2 separate regions of the Pan troglodytes genome follow, and region 2 is linked to region 1. The links are chromatin contacts, called in public Hi-C maps. All regions are on one chromosome and are shown on one strand. The core of a region is the stretch at or near the end of the contact, and the rest is flanking DNA. Distances in the headings are between cores, read along the strand shown. Region 1 holds the start of SPRY1 (sprouty RTK signaling antagonist 1). Region 2 overlaps LOC129143765 (a long non-coding RNA gene).

Evidence for each region. Hi-C and Micro-C count contacts between places; a contact is called where the count stands out from the background.
Region 2: a contact with region 1 is called in a Hi-C map of stem cell-derived neural progenitor cells, with 15 times the contacts expected there. The contact joins the enhancer-like site here to the promoter of SPRY1 in region 1. A contact is called at or near these places in 2 of 7 Hi-C or Micro-C datasets (blood and stem cell-derived neural progenitor cells), 1 of 1 datasets of contacts at active chromatin or transcription factors (stem cell-derived excitatory neurons) and 1 of 1 other capture datasets (stem cell-derived neural stem cells).

Annotation. Positions count from the first base shown.
Region 1 is chr3:124,569,782-124,576,140 of NHGRI_mPanTro3-v2.0_pri, forward strand. SPRY1 (sprouty RTK signaling antagonist 1) reads left to right here and starts at 4,051. Exons shown (of 2, transcript XM_517428.8): 1 at 4,051-4,181.
Region 2 is chr3:125,297,486-125,303,845 of NHGRI_mPanTro3-v2.0_pri, forward strand. All of the region lies in intron 3 of LOC129143765 (a long non-coding RNA gene), which reads right to left. Among named protein-coding and RNA genes, the nearest start is that of ANKRD50, 600 kb to the right of the region's middle. Within about 2 kb of position 1,801, at least 1 of the 24 cell types and tissues checked has an H3K27ac peak or open chromatin away from gene starts, as enhancers often do. A contact at or near this core is called in stem cell-derived neural progenitor cells, where this site is marked.

The DNA.
Region 1 (6,359 bases), core at 2,801-5,300:
GTAGCTGGGATTAGAGGCACAGACCACCATGTCCAGCTAATTTTTTGTATTTTTAGTAGAGACCAGGTTTCGCCATGTTGGCCAGGCTGGTCTCCTGACCTCTGGTGATCAGCCCACCTCAGCTTCCCAAAGTGCTGGGATTACAGGCGTGAGCCACCACGCCTGGCCATTTTTTTTTTTAATCACTAGAAGTTGTGAGGAGTTACTGAATTTTTTTCATTTCACTTTATTCTTTTTCAAAACTCAAATTAACACAAGCGATGGCTAATCTTGTTTTCACATGAAAATTAAGGACAAGTCAGGGCTCACTTTCCATTCCACTTTATTTAGACATATCTTAATAAACTAAAAATTATTATAAGATTTTTCCCATTGATATTTGCACTGTTTTTCATTTTTGGAAAAATTTCATACTCCCGTTATCCATTTTTAGTCAAGTTACAATGTAATTAAACTTACCAAGTGAAAAACAATGTATACTTTAAGCTAAAAATTTAGAATTTCTACAAAGTCTTATAGTTGCGGGGAATCAGGAGAGGCAGGTTTCATTCAATGTCTTTTAGAACCAAGGTGACAGAGCTATACGTACATTTATTTGTAATGTAATATTTAGAGAAAAACATATTAATGCATTTTAGTGCTAAATGACATGGAGGGTTATTGATCAACTCTGTACAGCATATTTAATTTCTTAATACAACATGACCCATGGTGATGGTGTTTTAGATAAAAATCTCATGGATTTGATTATTATAATTTAAAAATACTTGATCTCATGAAAATTATTTTAATACATTTCTGGTTGAAATAGAGTGTATTTGCAATAGAAATCTTTCAAATATATTTTGTAGGATTTATGAAGGTAGAATGTTCAGTGCTCCCTCTCCAGGTTTTATCATATTGGTGAACTGACCTCTCAGCTCACAACTGTGGTAATAGTTTTGAAGAACCAAATAAGATACTCTGATATGATATTCTATTTTTGATTTGTCTATTCCAATTACATTCACAAGAAACCTATCCATCACTAGTAAAATTTCATTACATCCCCAAATCTAATGAGATCTATGAAAAAAATACAATGAAATCAATTTTATTCTTTTAAATAGCCTATTTTAATACAATTCATAATATTAAGAGTGAATATGTAGCTTTTTGGCTTGATTCTTATTCTATGCTATTTTTTAGTGATGCTTTTTTATTGTTATTCATGTTCTTAACAATGCTCTGTGTTCTTTAGAGGCAATTCCAAACACAACTTTAATTTTTGAAAGTGCTCAGACATTTGAAAGTCCTGCGTGTGCGTGCGTGTGTGTGTTATGTATGTATATATTTATAGTTTCAACAGAACCATTTGCTATTGTAAATAAGGAGACTAAAAATGTACTTTGAACTAAAAATTTCCATACTTATATGTATATATGATTTAGATTCTAGAGTTTTGTTATTGTTTGCTTTGTTTTGCCAGACTTTAAGCTACTCCTGATATATAGTACCTGGAAAAATATTTCCTTTCCACTAAGTTTTTGGTCTTTAGGTGGCTTTTAAAAGTTTCTACGGAACCTTCAATTCCACAAAAAGTTATCCTCACTGCAGCATGAAAAGGCACAACTTTGATAATAAATGCCTAAAATCCCATAGTTTGTAAGAAAGTAGAAAGCAAGTTTCCTAAAGTGTTTTTTTCAGTCATATCAGCTATTACTAAGAATTATAAAACTTCTTGATAAATTTTTTCTATTCTAATTAATTGACTTTTAGCTAATTAAAAAATATACGGGTTTGTATTTTTTGCAAAATTATACAACTATATTACAAAATTGAAAGAATTTGGTTTTTTCTCCATGTGCTTGATTTTTGGGAAATCATATAACAAGCCAAGGTAAAGCAATTATTTAAAAAACCCACAGCAGAAAATTTCACCTTTATTACATATCCTTATATTACATTTGCAGTAAGGAGTGCCACCTTTTGAACTTTAGGTTTCACATATTCTGAACTTTGTTGTAAATAGGAACTGTAATGTTATATAATCATCTTTTTGTGTCAATATACGTTTTCCCTCTAGTTGGTCAGAAGTGATGGCTTGGCATACAACTTTTTTCATTTTCTTTTATTCTTCACAATTCTTTTCTAATTCAACTTAAGAGTAGAGTCCACCAATCCTTTTAATTGAGATCGACAACTAAAGATTGCTAACCAAATCCGAATGTATTCCTCTATGACAAACTGCATTTGCAGAATTTTTAGAGGCACTCCCGAAGTTTTAAGAGGATGTTTATTACACGAGTCTGTAGGGCAACATTTCCAAGTTGGTACACATAAACGAAAGAGGAAACGATAGTTAAGGAAATCCTGTTCCAGGTTTTCGGGCAGCCCGAGTGATTGACACATGATATCACCGGAGGCGTGTCCCGGAGTGGAGGTGGAGGTGGAGGCAAGGAGCTGAAATTCCGCGGAGCCGGAGTGAGACCGCTCTGTAAAGCACGCAGTGGTTTGCAGAGTGATTATCAGCTTCCCTGCCCTGGATAAGGAACAGCTACAGTCGCTGTTAAATGTGCCTGAAAAGCAATTTGCAATCTTTGCATTAGGTAAGTACCGTTTCCTTCCGTAGACATTTTAGGAAAGATAAGGTGAGAAATGTTGACTTTTGCAAGGAACTGAACATTTATTTATTTGAACTTGCTTTCCAGCTAAGGTTACTGGTTGCATTTCAAAACACCGGTAGCATTCCCACTGCTAAAACTAATGCTCTTAAAGTAAATGCTACCGCTAAAAGAAAAAGCAGGGTCCCTTTCACCTTTCCTTAACCGAACAGTAGACGTTTAAAGTCTGAAACGATCGAATTTGTGAAACACAGAGCCGTTAATGCCTTTATGCGAAGAGGGGCTAGCACTCGGTGTATGGACCAAATGCGTGTTTGTTTAGGCATTGTTGGCGACCGAAGCCCGAGCGAAGCATTGGTTTAAAACCTGAATTTCCCGTCTCTGTGTATTGATTCCTAACGCGCAGAGGCGTTGCTTGAACGTTGTTTGAACTCCTAGGCATTCCAGGGGGCAAAAGCACCTCGGCAAAAACGTGCAGGACTGCATGTTACTTTGGTTCGCGGCTGACACGCCGACTGTGCGCCGGCCTGTCAATCACTGGGAGCAGCAACAGGGAGCACATGGCAACGGGCTGCGGGCGAGCTGGCCAGCGGCCCGCCCCGGGTCCCAGCCTTTCGAAGAAAGGGACATTCACAAGCTTCTATCTCTAATTCTGTGTCGCAGGCATTTCGGCCGTGGAACCCCAGGCTCGGAGGACTGGGTGTGAGCGCTGCCCGGGAGAGGCTGACCTGCCGGGACCGGAGTGCCCGGGGACGCTGTGCCCCCACTTGCCCAACGTGCGGAATCGGCTAAGCGCGTCGGCCTGCGCGGGGGACAAGGGACGACGCCCGCCTTTCTCTCTTCGAGAAGGATCCCCAAACCTCACTCTCTTCACTCCTCCCCGCTAAAAAAAAAAAAAAAAAAAAAAAAAAAAAAAGGGTAAAAAAATCCCCCTCCCCCTCCTGGCCGCGGCAGCCTCTGCCTGGCAGGCGCGTGCTCCGAGGTCTCGCCGGGGTACTGCGCGGCTCCGTGATCCACCCGCCGACGCCGGTTCGGGCCCCGACCCGGGCGCTGCGGAGTCTCGAACGCCCGTGACGTGGATTTTTCGCTCGTCAGGAGGCCGCCATCCCTTCCTTCGTTCCTTGCGAGGAGCGACTAGAACCCGAGTTCTCTGAGCACACCGTGCCGTCAGCTGGCCCGTCACGCACTCGACTCCGCCACTCCCCTACTTGTTTTTCTGAGACTTGGGGAGCCTTCCTGAAAGGATTTGTAAAAACTGGTTCTTGGAAAGGGGCTGCAGGAGAAGACCTCCCGAGGTGGATGTTACTGAGCCGCCCGGCGAGCACCAGCCGTGAGAGGTCCGGGCCCGGCCGCGCGGAGCCGCGGGAGAACTGCCCTCCGCAGCCGGAAGGGGGCCGCGGGGAGCGCTCCTGGCCGGTGGCGGCGGGGGCGGGGGAGGCCGCGGGCCGAGGCGCTCCAGCTCCGGCGATGCCGCCTCGCCCTCCCCGCCGCGGTTGATGCGGCACGTGCACGCCGCCGCCCGCACCAGGACCTGGGCCGGGTCGCACGGCTTGGCCCCCGGCCATCGCTTCGGCTTAGGTGAGTGTGTGCGGCGGCCGCCCTCGGCCCGCTGGGCTGTAGGCGCGCGGGCGGGGCTCGCTCGGCGCGGCAGGTGCGGACTCGGCGGCGCTGCTGCCCGAGCCAGGACTCCGGGAGAGGAGGGGAGGGGAGGGACGACCTCGCTCGGCGCGGCCCCTCCCGCCGCTCCCTGCCCCCTGGGGGCGGCGGCTTCTGGGGGCTCAAGGTTGGGTGGCGGGGTGGGCGACGGTCCGCGGCTGCGGAACGTAACAGGACAGGGTCTCCTCCATCCCCGATTACCCGGAGCGGCGGCGCGGTGGCCCAGGTTGTTCTCTCGGAGAGCCCTTCACGCCCAAGGGGGATTTCAGGCGGCTCTGGGGATGTCCCCGGGGGCCCTCTTTGGAGGAGTGTGCGTCAAGCAGGGGGACGACAAAGGCTGTGTGTGTGCGTGTGTGTGTGTGTAGGCACATCTCCGGAATTCGCCGATTATCCCCTCGATAGAATTAGGCAGCCCCAAAGCCAGCCGCAACTTTCTTCTGGTTTGGAGCTCAGTGCAAAGACAGGGGAAGGGAGAGGGCACTGCCACTTTAAAAGTGGGGAAGTCGGCCGGGCGCGGTGGCTCACGCCTGTAATCCCAGCACTTGGGGAGGCCGAGGCGCGCTGATCAACTGAGGTCAGGAGTTCGAGACCAGCCCGACCAACTGATGAAACCCCGTCTTCACTAAAAATGCAAAAATTAGCCGGCCGTGGTGACGCGCGACTGTAGTCACAGCTACTCGAGAGACTGAGGCGGGAGACCCGCTTGAACCCGGGAGGCGGAGGTTGCAGTGAGCCAAGGTCGCGCCACTGCACTCCAGCCTGGGAGACAAAGTGAGACTCCGGCTCAAAAAAAAAAAGTGGGGAAGTCCGCCCTCCTGAGCTCATGGTAACCTCAGCCTCCTCCCCTCCTCCTACCAGAGAGAGGGAGAAAGAACTTGTTTTCATTCATAACTTTTTCCTTTTCCTTCTTCCGTCAACTATTTATTCAGTGCGGATTGCAGAGGGCGCAGCTCCACCGTGGTAACTTGCAATGTGGCCGCCCCTGCGCTGGCTGCTTTCTCCTCGGCCCTCGGTGAACCCAGCTTTTCCTTTAAAGCATAGACAAATCCTTGCTTAGGGTCAGCCAGACCGTGGGCTTGCTTTGGGCTCCCGCGTGGACGCTGAAGACTCTTCATGATTTGTCAGAAACCTTGGTGGGCCACGCAAAAAGTGTGTTGGAAATCCACGGTGATCCTTAGTATGGTGATGGGATTGTCCGAAAAGGTATTCTACTTCCATTCGCGTTTTCTTGGGGAAGGCAGTGTGCCGAGCGCGTGTGAGCGTGTTTGGGGCTTGTCCAAGACTGTCACTGCTTGAAAATGGGCTTTTCTTCGGATCGGAGGTGGCGAATTTTCTTTGCTTTTAATTTTTTTGTCTGGCAACTTCATTTCCCAGCCAGTATGAAGTTTGTTACAACTATCATTGGAAATGCAAATTAAAGTTGTGCCTGGTGTTATGGGTTACACTATTCAAATCCTCTACGGTTTTGTGAATCTGGCTTAGTACTTTTAGCTGCCTTTTGCTTTGAAAGCACTGAGTTAAGAAGTTCTTGAAGAAGAGGAATAATCGTGCAGGAGTCAGGATTAGATGTTGAGGACTCCAAGACTAAATCCCCGCAGGTTATGAATGTGTTACTCCTCATGCGCAAAGAAGGTGGAATAAAGTAGAAACTTGAGAGAGCTGAGTTGTGAAAACGAGGGGGAGCTCCAAGAAGTTAACATGTAAGACATAGTTTAGAGACATTAGTTTAGGAAATATAGGAAATGGACTTCTTTCTGCGTTATTCCTTAAACCATGTTTTTTGCCTCAGGTTGGTAGTGGAGAATGGACATTTCTTTTTCTTTTCATTCTTGAATTGGGTCGACTCTGTAGACTTTAGAAGGAATTTGTGTGAAAAATACTCTAGTTCACCACTGAAAGCAGAAACTTTCATCTTTGGTAGTTTGTGAAGAACACATTATAAATTAGAAATAACTTACTATTAGTATGGAAACACAACTGCTTATTTTTATCTGGATATTAGTGTGCTGATTTTGTTACAAGAAGCACATTGAATCAGAGTTGGCAGTGCGTTTGAAAATCAAGGTCTGTCATGTAAATACAGATTTTTAAATCAGAGGA
Region 2 (6,360 bases), core at 551-3,050, 730 kb after region 1:
GCTTTGGCAGTTTATTATATCAGCAAGGGTTCACATGTACGGTGTTGTTTAATATTATAACTGCATATATTGTTATTGCAAAGAATATTAGAATATATTATACCTATTTAAGAAATTTGTTATATTCACTTTAATGAATTAATTCCTTACAAAAAAAGAATTACTAAATTGATCATGTTCAATGATTTTTCTAAATAAGTCTAAGAGTATTTGACTGATTCTTCATTGCTTTCCTAAAGGATTTACTCTGTCAAGTCATATAAAATATAAAATTTCTTTAGTTGTCAGGGTTAGTTCAGATTCTTTACTCTGTATGAGTAACAGATTGCAGTGTGTTTGTTCTTCATACCCATTTGTTTGTAGTGTACATGTGAAAAGTATTAATGCATAATGAGAAATAGTACAAGTACTTTCTTTTGCAGGTATCTTGATAATTTAAGAACTTCATAGGTAAATGAAGATTTAAAATATTAAAATTTGGGGGAAAATTAAATATACGTTTAATACATTTTATTTACACAGTATTTGAATATATTCTTCTTACAATATATATTTTCAAATTATCTATAAATCCCCTCATATCATCACCCTCAATCCTGAGTTCTGGGGAAAAAAATCAGTTTACTTTCTCATTATTTGTATATGTAGATTGGACCATATGAAATTGTCTTCCTTGTGGATTAAAAATAGGTGAATATCAGCAATTTCATGTGTTTCAATGTAGCATTTTAATATTTGCATTTAAAAAATAAATACCATTATACTCTACTTATCTAATAGAATTTGAGTTTTTGATCAAATGTCTTAGAAAACAATTCTTTTAATTAATACATGATATCCTGAGGCATAAAATAAGCCATTCTCTCAATAACTAACCTTTGGGTTGTGCTACTTTTTTCACTGTAACTTATTTTACATATGTCCTTGAACAAATGAGTAAGTGTTTCCCTAAGGTAAATTCTAGAGGTAAAACTGTTAGGTCCAAAAGAATACACATTCTTTTTACTAGTTATTGCCAAATGCCAGTTCCTATTTAAAATCTCACCAAAATGTGAAAAGCAAATGACCTTGCTTTTCTAAAACCTTACTACTTTATTTTCCTGTTTAATTTTTTGTCCTCATAAGTTAAAAGATAGTTGTTTGTTTTAGTTTATGTTCCTCCTATTATTAGTGATATTATCTATACTGTTTACTTAGACATTCGTGTAAATTGTACACACACACAAGTCTCTCTTACCTAAGAAATCCAAGACTTTTAAATATGAGCATTTTCTAAACATTCCAAACAGTTATGTATAAGGAGGAAATGGCTCCTACATGTAATGTCACTACTTTTACAGATGATTTAAGCTGTTCAATTCTTGGCAAGTGTTATTTTCAACCTTCCTTCCCCCTTCCTCATACAGGATCAGTTATAATTTATCAGCTCAGTAAGAGTTTCAGTCTTAAATGTGTTTCCTAAAAATGACTTATTTCTTCTTTAAAAAAAGGACTTTTTACTCTGGGCCAGAATATAGTGACTGAAGTTTATATTCACCCTGTATTTACTTTAAAATGAACTTTTTATAAATTTTGATAACTTTTCTAGAAATGCATTAACATGGAGATGTAACACAAACTTTCTGACTCAAACCACTTAGACAGGCAGGTTTGGCATCCTCCTGAAACTGAATAGGTATGGAAACTGTGCTTCTTGACCCCTAAACATTCTATCTCAAGTCTGTCTGTTGCTAGTACAAAGACAGGGGCTTCATGAATTTTATACCTGAGCCAGGCTTCAAAACTGGCTGGGAAAATGGAGTAAGAGTGACCTTTAGTGGCCACTTTGAGTAATCACAAAGTAATTTATGTCTCAAGGGGACGGATGGACATTCTGTTTGCATGACTTCTTAACACAGCAATGTAATAAGTTGGAACTGGCTAACCATGAAACATTTATTTGACTTTTTATGTCACTCTATTCTAACAGAAAATCAAAACCCTATGAGTCATTGTTCAGACAGCTGAAAAGGTAAATTTTTAATTGGTAAATGGAAATCTAGTCACACCTATTAAAGTGACTTTGGGGCTTCAATGCCTAAATCCGCTCACAAACAGATTTGGAAAAGTACCATTTAATTGAGGCAAAAATCCTTTGCTTTCCATGGGTTGATAAAAGCCACCTGGCAGTCTTTTGAACCTCAGAACTAAGCAGCAGGGGGAGGAGTTATGTATTAGCACCATATCTGATCTTAGAAAAGAAAGACTCTCTCCCAATGAGAATGAAAGTCACTATTAATGGGAATTAAATGTTCAAAACGTATATTTTTCTTTTTGTCAGGAATATTAGTGCTTACTTCTTTTCTATAATTCCACCTTAAGATGTAGAGAGCATCTCCATAATTAAGACATTTCACTCATAAAACCTAGGTATTGCTTTCTTAAATACATAGTTTCTCTCCAATAGAAGCACTTTCTGGTGAAAGATATATCAAACGCTTTATTTCTAATAAACCTCAAATAAAAATGTGACTAAGCAGTCAAATCAGCTAGCTCTTCTACATCCTCCTGAGTTCAATTAGCCCCTGGAAACTCAGGTGTATTTGCTGAGCTTGTTGCAAGGATAGATCCCCCAAATAGAGAGAAGCTGTCTATGCATGCCCTTTCTTTTCTCCCACATTCAACAAGTGGGAAAATACTTTCTTCTCCCATGGAAAAGGGTGAGTAGGGGCTGGAAAGAAGTCACGAGGGTGATTCTTGGGAATAAGGTTTCCTTCTACATTATTACAGACAGCCCAAATCTAAAACAACAAACAACATTTCCAAGTATACATTTGAAAGATTCTCTCCTCATAGCACACATTTGTTTTTAAAAAGCAACTACTATCTTAGTCACTGTTAACAGGGCACATTTACTTAAAAGATTTCACAGGAGTTGTCAGCATATTTAGATCACAGGCCTTTTTTTACAGGAAAGTGCACAGTTCATCTTTAGCTGCTAATATCTCAGAATATAGACTTCAAGACAAGAAATGATTGAAAAAGACAAAGATGATGTTTATATACTGGTAAGGAAACAATAAAGGAAGACATAACCATCATGAGGATGTATTCCATAATAAAACCTCAAAGTATATAACGTCACAACTAACAGAAATGCATGGAGAAATAGATATATTAACCATTGTAGTTAGAGATTTTTAACATTACCTTTCAGAAACCAAGAAATCAAACATAAGAAAAAAAGAAAAAAGGCAAACATAGCATATGTAAAAAATATAATGTGCAAGTTTAAACTATTAGATATTTATACAGCTGTAAACCTAACAAAGATAAAATATGCATTTTTATTATAAATTGATAATTCATAAAAATTGACTTCTACTATTGCTCAAAGGAATCTTCAATAAATTCCAAAAAAGCAAATAACATACTGACTAGGTTCTTTGGCCATAATATTATAAAATTAGAATGTAGCTAACAAAATTTTGTATTTATAAAAGCAATAATATGTGTTTCAGATTTCAAAAAGGAAATAATGAGGAAAATTATAAAATATTTAAAACTTAAAGAAAATGCATCTATGACATAAATGGTACTTAAAAATTTGAGCTTTAGAAAGTAACATTCTTCAGGAAGTAAAAATTAACTCAAAAAAATAAGAGAGAAGAAAATAATAAAGAGCATTATAATCAAGAACTTGCTAGTAAAGTTGCATACTTATATACAGGATAAATTATGGGAAAAAGTATTAAATGTCAAAAAGGTAGAAGAAGAAATAAAACACTCAAACAGAACAGTGCAATTGAACTGATAATCAAAGTCTTAGAGCCTCCCACAACTGCTCAAACCCAGATTGTTTTATATTTGACATTAATCAACATTTAAGAAATAGTTATTTTTTATATTATATGTGTTTCTAGAAATGAGAAAACTGCAAAAGCTGTCCACCTTATTCTACAGGGTTAGTAGAATCTTGGTTTCACAACTAAGCAAGAACAAAAAATAGTAAGGATATTATTGGGATATTTGCCTTAGAAACCTAGAGGCAAATATCCAAAACAAAATATTAAATAAATAAATCTAACATATTAAAAAATATACCAAAATCAAATGGTATTTTTAATCCCAGAAATGAGAAGATGATAAACATGAAAAACTCTTTCAATATTAAAGCTCTCATTAATAAACTGAGAAAGAAAATATGAGGATTTTAAAAGATGCAAATAGTAATTTGATAAATTTTAACATATTTATAATAAATAATTAGAAATGTAGAAATAAAATATTCCCTAATTTGAAAGATATTTTATATCAAAGTACCAGTAAATAGCATCCTTAGTGGAGAAGCTTAAAATATTTCCTTTAACATCAAGGGTACACATAAAACAAAGTTATCCTCTATCATTGCCACTATTTAGCATAAGACTAGGTTTCATTCAACACTCAAAGAATTTAAAAAGAAGAAATAAGAGGTGTAAGTCCTCAAGGAAAAGAGGACTATATTATGTTCATACAGTATGATTACCTATAAAGAAAAACCAAAGGAATCATTAGAAAAAAATAGAATAAGAGCATTCAGCAAGGTTTCTGGGCACAGGATTGACTAAGAAAAAAAAAACAGTAGCATTTATCTGTTCTACTAATAAGCAACTGAGAAATATAAAGTGTCCATAAATTTACTTAATAAAGAATATATGATACTTCTATGGAGAAAAAAATCTAAATTTCAGTAGAATAATGTGCAAAGAGTTTAAGAGACAGTTCACAGATGAAGATTGCAAAAGGTTAAAAAGTAAATGAGAGAGTCTCAAGCTCGTTGGTAAATAAAATGCAAATAAAAGCAACAATTGTAGATGTAAAACTCTATAGAATTTTACCATCAGTTTAGCAGAATCTTGAAAGGTGAGATACTCATAGCTATATAGAGTTATAGGTATCCTCCATGCACTGTAGGTGGGAGTATAGATTCCTACCTTTCAGACAACCATTCTGGAGAATAACTTGGCAATATTTAAACAGAGGAAATGCATATTCCACTACTCACCAGTCTTGCTCCCAGATTAATATTCTATGGAAATAAAGGTTATATGTACAAATGGTGATATGCACAAAAATTTCCAGAATTTTTGGAATTTGAGCATACTTCTCTGATAGAATGGTTAGTGAAATAGTGTGGGTGCATGCTTTAGAATATTGTAGCAGCACTTGAAAGGCTCATACTGGATATATAAATAGAAACAATCATGGGTGAGTCTTAAAAACATAGTGATGAGTTAAGTAAAAAAATTCATATTTATATAAATTAAAATACATATATAAATACAAAATAGTAATACATATTTTATGAGAATTTGTACAAGAAAAAATACTACATCAAAAGCATTAGGAAAGTAGCTTACAATGGATGGTATGGCATGGAGATAAAAAGGTGTAAATAAATAATACAAAAGAGGGGACATTTGTTCTATGGATCAATGACAATTGTATCATAAACAGAAGAGTGCGATTAACCCAAAGCTATGTATTTGAGGTAAAGAGGAAAAAAAGGCTTTAGATAATCAAGGAACCTACATATGGTTAAAAAAGAGAATGTTTTATTGTTATTTCCATCTGATACAAAGTATTATGGGACTCTGTTATTTTAAATAATTAAATCTGAAAATCCACTTAACAGTACTCATAAATGACCATATTCTGAAAGCAAGGAATGGAAAAAAAGGACCATTATCTACTTCTGAGAGTGAGGACTAGCTAGCCCTCTTTCCCCTCATGTGTGATATGTTACTTCTGGCATACTGACAGAGTGGGGCAACAGTATCCATCTTATATTACATGTTAGAACATTTTAGTACTTTCTTATTCTGGCACATCTGTGGATCATTTAGTGCATGTCCACTTTGAAGACCACTGTTCTAAAGGAGTATCAACCAATCTGATGAACTAATTTGAACATAGTAATGTGTATGTTTATATGCAGCATATATGTAAATGCATATATGCAATCATCCTTTTCTGAAAACTTTTCACATTACAATTGACCCTTGAACAACATACATTTGAACGGCACAGGTCCACTTATATGTGAATTTTCTTCCGCCCCACCATACCAGAGACAGCGATTCCAACTCCTCCTCCTCAGCCTACTCAATGTGAAATGATGAAGGTGAAGACTTTTTTGATCCACTTCCACTTAATGAATAGTACATATATTTTCTCTTGCTTATGATTTTCTTAACATTTTCTTTTCTCTAGCTTACCTTATTGTAAGAATACCATATATAATACATATAACCTACAAACTATGTGTTAATTGACTGCTTATGTTATCAGTGAAGCTTCTGGTCAACAATAGTCTATTAGCAGTTAAGTTTTTGTGGG